Linked DNA regions of Pan troglodytes: region 2 is linked to region 1. The links are chromatin contacts, called in public HiChIP or PLAC-seq maps. All regions are on one chromosome and are shown on one strand. The core of a region is the stretch at or near the end of the contact, and the rest is flanking DNA. Distances in the headings are between cores, read along the strand shown.

Region 1 (2,875 bases), core at 196-2,695:
GGAGCAGGGGAGGAACGGGAGAGGGAGCCAACTTCAGCCCCGCAGGCTGCTGAGATTTGGCGCCTCTGTCCCCAAGCGGGTGGGTTTGGATATATACCTGCACAAGCGGTGCAAGGTGACGAGAATGAGGGCGGAGGGGCGGTGGGGACTCGAGTGGAAGGGAGTGTGTGTGTGTGTGTGTGTGTGTGTGTGTGTGTATGTGTGTGTATGGGTAAAGAACTCAGAGGAGGGAGGTTGAAAGAGCAAAGCGGGTCAGGGAATTGCAACTCACTGGTCAAAGCGTCCCTTGCAGCCCTGCCGAGGAATGTCTGGCTGGACCGAGCACTGTCCAGGGTCCTGAAGGCGGCAGGGCTCAGGCTGCCGCGGCGAGAGCAACCCGGAAGCTCCCCTCCGTTCCCTTTCTAGCAACTATGCAAACCCCAAAGCAAGCGCAAGACCCCCTCTAACCCGTCCACCCACCGCGGGAAACAAGTTACCTTATCTGCACCCCTTCTTCTTGAACATACACAGCAAGCCTGACTTCTTAGGGGGGAAACATACCAAACTCCTCCATACGGAGACTTTACCAGGCGTTGCCTTAGTAACTAATGTGGATTTTCTTCAAGCTGGCAAATTTATATTTACAGCTGATTGTATGTCAGGGCTTCTTCAACCCCTCAAAATTAAAGTAAAAGGTGCATCCTTTGTTTACATTTATTTTAAAGTCGCGCTTCCACCTTTACAATGAGTTTCCAAATTTTCTTCTGAAAAAAAGTTGATCTTTTCCAATCCGGAAAGTTCTCTTGGGTTGAAGGACCTAGCTCCTCCCCTCCTCTCTGCTCACCTTCCCCACAGCCCTCCAAGTTAGAAAGCATGACAGTTTTTAGGGGACCAGGAAACGACTTAAGGTTGGAGGAGCGGGCGAGTTGGCGGGGCTCTGCGCCGCCTGGACCCGTGAGGACAGAGGGGGCAGGACACCCCGCCTTCCTCAGTGACCACAGCTGCGCTCCAAGCTGTTCCTGCAGCCGATATCAGGATGTGCCGAAATGAAACGGACAAGGCAACTGTTAACATTACAGACCCCAGAGTTTTAACACAGGTCCTCTGATGACAAGGTTGTGATTTTTCTCTGTCTTTTGTCAGCAGCATCTAGCTCACCGCTGCCTACACGACTTCCACTGTACTCTTGATCAATTTACCTTGATGCACTACCGGTGAAGAACGGGGATTCGAATTCCCTTACAAACGCCTCCAGCTTGTAGAGGCGGTCGTGGAGGACCCAGAGGAGGAGACGAAGGGGAAGGAGGCGGTGGTGGAGGAGGCAAAGGCCTTGGACGACCATTGTTGGCGAGGGGCACCACTCCGGGAGAGGCGGCGCTGGGCGTCTTGGGGGTGCGCGCCGGGAGCCTGCAGCGGGACCAGCGTGGGAACGCGGCTGGCAGGCTGTGGACCTCGTCCTCACCACCATGGTCGGGCTCCTCTTGTTTTTTTTCCCAGCGATCTTTTTGGAGGTGTCCCTTCTCCCCAGAAGCCCCGGCAGGAAAGTGTTGCTGGCAGGAGCGTCGTCTCAGCGCTCGGTGGCCAGAATGGACGGAGATGTCATCATTGGAGCCCTCTTCTCAGTCCATCACCAGCCTCCGGCCGAGAAAGTGCCCGAGAGGAAGTGTGGGGAGATCAGGGAGCAGTATGGCATCCAGAGGGTGGAGGCCATGTTCCACACGTTGGATAAGATCAACGCGGACCCGGTCCTCCTGCCCAACATCACCCTGGGCAGTGAGATCCGGGACTCCTGCTGGCACTCTTCCGTGGCTCTGGAACAGAGCATTGAGTTCATTAGGGACTCTCTGATTTCCATTCGAGATGAGAAGGATGGGATCAACCGGTGCCTGCCTGACGGCCAGTCCCTCCCCCCAGGCAGAACTAAGAAGCCCATTGCGGGAGTGATCGGTCCCGGCTCCAGCTCTGTAGCCATTCAAGTGCAGAACCTGCTCCAGCTCTTCGACATCCCCCAGATCGCTTATTCAGCTACAAGCATCGACCTGAGTGACAAAACTTTGTACAAATACTTCCTGAGGGTTGTCCCTTCTGACACTTTGCAGGCAAGGGCCATGCTTGACATAGTCAAACGTTACAATTGGACCTATGTCTCTGCAGTCCACACGGAAGGTAGGCATTATATTTGGGAAAGAAGGGTACTGAGAAAGTCAGGGCAATGCATGATGTGCTTCTGGGATCATAGTATTGTTCCTGTTTATTTCTAGCACTGTGGGGAACGGAGTTTACCCTTCTCAGTACTGCCCACCCAGGCATTGCCTTTTATTCTCATTTCCTTACAATTATAGTGTAGGAAAATTGTACCCCATAGAATATCTGAGGATAGTAGGAGCTGAAAGGGTATCAAACTTTCCATGCAAAGTGTCCAGCAGTAGATTTGACTTGAATACTTGTTTACCCTCATATTTTGAGTTTGCGTTTGGAAGGCTTATTTGTCCAAGGTGTTATATTGCCCTTCAGTGACTGGCTATGACTTTCCAGGTGTAATGAGTTAATTCAGTGTGAGTGATTGGCAAAAAGAAGTTACTATTCCACAAATAGGACTTCAAAGCTTTATCTTTCTTTAACAGTCGAAGATTTTCTTTGTCCTCTTGTACCCCTTCTTACATATCCAAAACTTTCCTGTGAATGTAGGATTAATGCAGTCATCTCCCTCAGTATATCAGAAACTTATATTTTTATTTCTGGAGTACCTTAGTTACAAAGAAAAAGTAAGTAATTTAAATAATGTATTTTCTTCTTACTTTATAGGCTAAAATCATCCAGATTCCCTCACTCCCCCAAGAATTATCTTGTTTTATGAGAAATAACACTGGTGACCACTTGGATTTGAGTTTTGGTT
Region 2 (2,754 bases), core at 225-2,724, 520 kb after region 1:
TTTTAAGATTCCACATATAAGTGGTATTGCACAGTATCTTTCTTTTTGTGTCTGGCTTATTTCGCTTAGCATAATGTCCTCCAGGTTTATCCATGTTGTTGCAAATGTCAGGATCGCCTTCTAAAGGCTGAGTGATATTCCATTGTGTGTGTGTGTGCGTCCGTGTATATGCGCGCGTGCATGCCTATGTATGTATTACAATTTCTTTATCCATTCATCGTTAACAGACACTTTGGTTGTTTCCAAATCTTCGCAACTGTGAATAATGCTGCATGAACTTGAGAGCGATTTCTGAGATCCTGATTTCATTTCCTTTGGGTATACACCCAGAAGAGGGATAGCTGGGTCACTGGCTTTAGCAACGATTTTTGCAATATCACACCAAAAGCCCAGGCAACCAAAGCAAACCTAGATAAATGGGACTTCATCCAACTAAAATGCTTCTGCACCGCATAGGAAATAATCAACAAAATGAAAAAACAGCCTATAGATTGGGAGAAAATATTTGTGAGCCATATATCTGATAAGGGGTTAATATCCAAAATACATTACGTTCACAGAACTCAGCCAAAATAAATAAATAAAACACCCAGTTAACTAACGGGCAAAGGATCTGAATGGACTTTTTTTTTTTTCCAGAGGAAGTACAAATTGCCAACAGATATAAGAAAAGGCGCTCAAAATCACTAATGAACAGGGAAAAGCCACTAGGTATCTCCTCACACCTGCTAGGATGACTGTTATAAAAAAGATAAGCGATAGTAAGTGTCGGTGATGTGCGGAGCAAAGGGAACCTTGTACACTGGTGGTGGGAATGTGCACTGGAACAGCCATTATGGAAAACCCTACGGAGGTTCACTCAAAAAGTTAAAAACAGAACTACCAGCCCAGTGTTATCCGTCCTTCGTTAAGTTCAAAGTCACGGTGCCACTTCCTTTCCCATCTAAAGGGGACTGCTCGCGACCCAAGCCAAGGCCCGCAAGTGTGGCTCTCCCTGCGGGGAGAGTAGGGCAGGAGGTGGATTTCCAGGCCAGAGGCTTCCAGGCTGGGCCCGGACCCCACGCCGACCCCGGCCCCGGGGGGCGCTCAGCGACCTCGGCGCCTCCTCAGGCCCCCAGTGAACCTCCGGGGCCCATAAAGGCTCCAGGCCGGCTCCCCGGAGGCCCACCAGCGGGCGTCTGGGCCTCCCTCCGCGCCGCGACCGCCAGGAGGCGCCGCCCGGGAGAGGAAGTCCAGTTGGGCCCGGCCGGGCTTCGGAGGCGCCGCCCGGGAGAGGAAGTCCAGTTGGGCCCGGCCGGGCTTCAGAGGCGCAGGGCGGGAGCCGCCTCGCGCAGGGTCCTCCCCAAGCCGGCGCCAGGCCCTTCCCTCGTCCGGCCCTGCCCTCGTCCGGCCCAGCCCTCGTCCGGCCCCGCCCGGGCCGCGAGCACTGGCGGGTTCTGGGTCCTGTGACCGGTCAGGCGGCGTCAGCGGGCGCGGCGGAGGGCTGGCCGGCCTCGGGGGAGTTTCCGCGGCCGCCGGGGGCGCGGCGGCAGAGCGCGAGGCCGGGCAGGGGGCCAGACTCGGAGCCGAGGCGCGCCCGACAGCCGCAGCGCTCATGGCGGGCGGGGGAGCCGGGGACCCCGGCCTGGGGTCGGCCGCCGCCCCAGCGCCCGAGACCCGCGAGCACCTCTTCAAGGTGCTGGTGATCGGCGAGCTTGGCGTGGGCAAGACCAGCATCATCAAGCGCTACGTCCACCAGCTCTTCTCCCAGCACTACCGGGCCACCATCGGGGTGGACTTCGCCCTCAAGGTCCTCAACTGGGACAGCAGGACTCTGGTGCGCCTGCAGCTGTGGGACATCGCGGGTAAGCGCGGCCGCGAGTTTCCCACTCCAGAGCCCCGCCGGGCCGCCTGGCTCCTCTCTGCCTCTTTTCTTTTTCTTTTCTGCCTGAACTCGTCTGCCTGGGTACCTTTAGGAGAAGAGAGAGGCCCAATCCAAGGGCGAGATGCGATGGACGCGGTCGGCTGGACTCGGTGGGGCCCAGAGGATGGGATGGGCAGTAGGAGTTGGAGCAGGTCCTGCACGCCAGAGCTCGCTCTCCTGAAGGGAGGCGAGGAGGCCAGGGGGTCTTTTCCAGAAGTTTGAACTCTGAATAATGCAAGTATATCATACATACACCAGGACTAGTTGAGAAGCCTGCTTTGGAGCGGGCCGGCGCCTCTCAGCCTCAACTCAAGTTCAGAGGGATTGGGTGACTTAACCCGAAGCTGCACTCCTAGTTAGTGACATCACCAAGACCAAAAGCCAGGTTCCTTTCCAGATCATTTTCCACCACCCGCCTTGGCTCTGAGACTGGCCTTTGTGAGGGAAACTCCATTCCTCAAATACTTTGCTCTCATCGGAAGCCGAGGACAGACACTCCGTGAAGATTTGGGAAAGCTTTTCTGAAACCTTACACTCACCCCTTCCTCTCTTGCTAAACCAACACCTAGTCCCATCCCTGGTGCCCTCGCCCCCCCCCCCGCCACCCCCCCCACTCCTCAATACAGTGTTTCTCTGCCATTTGCTTTCATTTGTTCTGTTTGAGGGGGTACATTTCCCTCTGCTCTGATTTATGAACACTTGAACTTTGCCTGGTGTGGTGGTTGGGAGTGGGCGTTTTAAAGATGATGTTAACTATTGGAAAGTTCATAGAAATGGTACCAAGCCAAGCGCCAGTGGCTCACGCCTGTAATCCCAGCACTTTGGAAGGCCTAGACTGGAGGATCGCATGA

Evidence for each region. HiChIP or PLAC-seq counts read pairs in DNA pulled down with a chosen protein or histone mark.
Region 2: a contact with region 1 is called in an H3K4me3 HiChIP or PLAC-seq map of stem cell-derived excitatory neurons, with 5 times the contacts expected there. The contact joins the promoter of RAB32 here to the promoter of GRM1 in region 1.

What each region holds. Positions count from the first base shown.
Region 1 is chr5:157,910,303-157,913,177 of NHGRI_mPanTro3-v2.0_pri, forward strand. It overlaps GRM1 (glutamate metabotropic receptor 1), which reads left to right and starts at 1,446. Exons shown (of 8, transcript NM_001164701.1): 1 at 1,446-2,145. The coding sequence starts at 1,446.
Region 2 is chr5:158,432,661-158,435,414 of NHGRI_mPanTro3-v2.0_pri, forward strand. RAB32 (RAB32, member RAS oncogene family) reads left to right here and starts at 1,475. Exons shown (of 3, transcript XM_001161467.7): 1 at 1,475-1,844. The coding sequence starts at 1,595.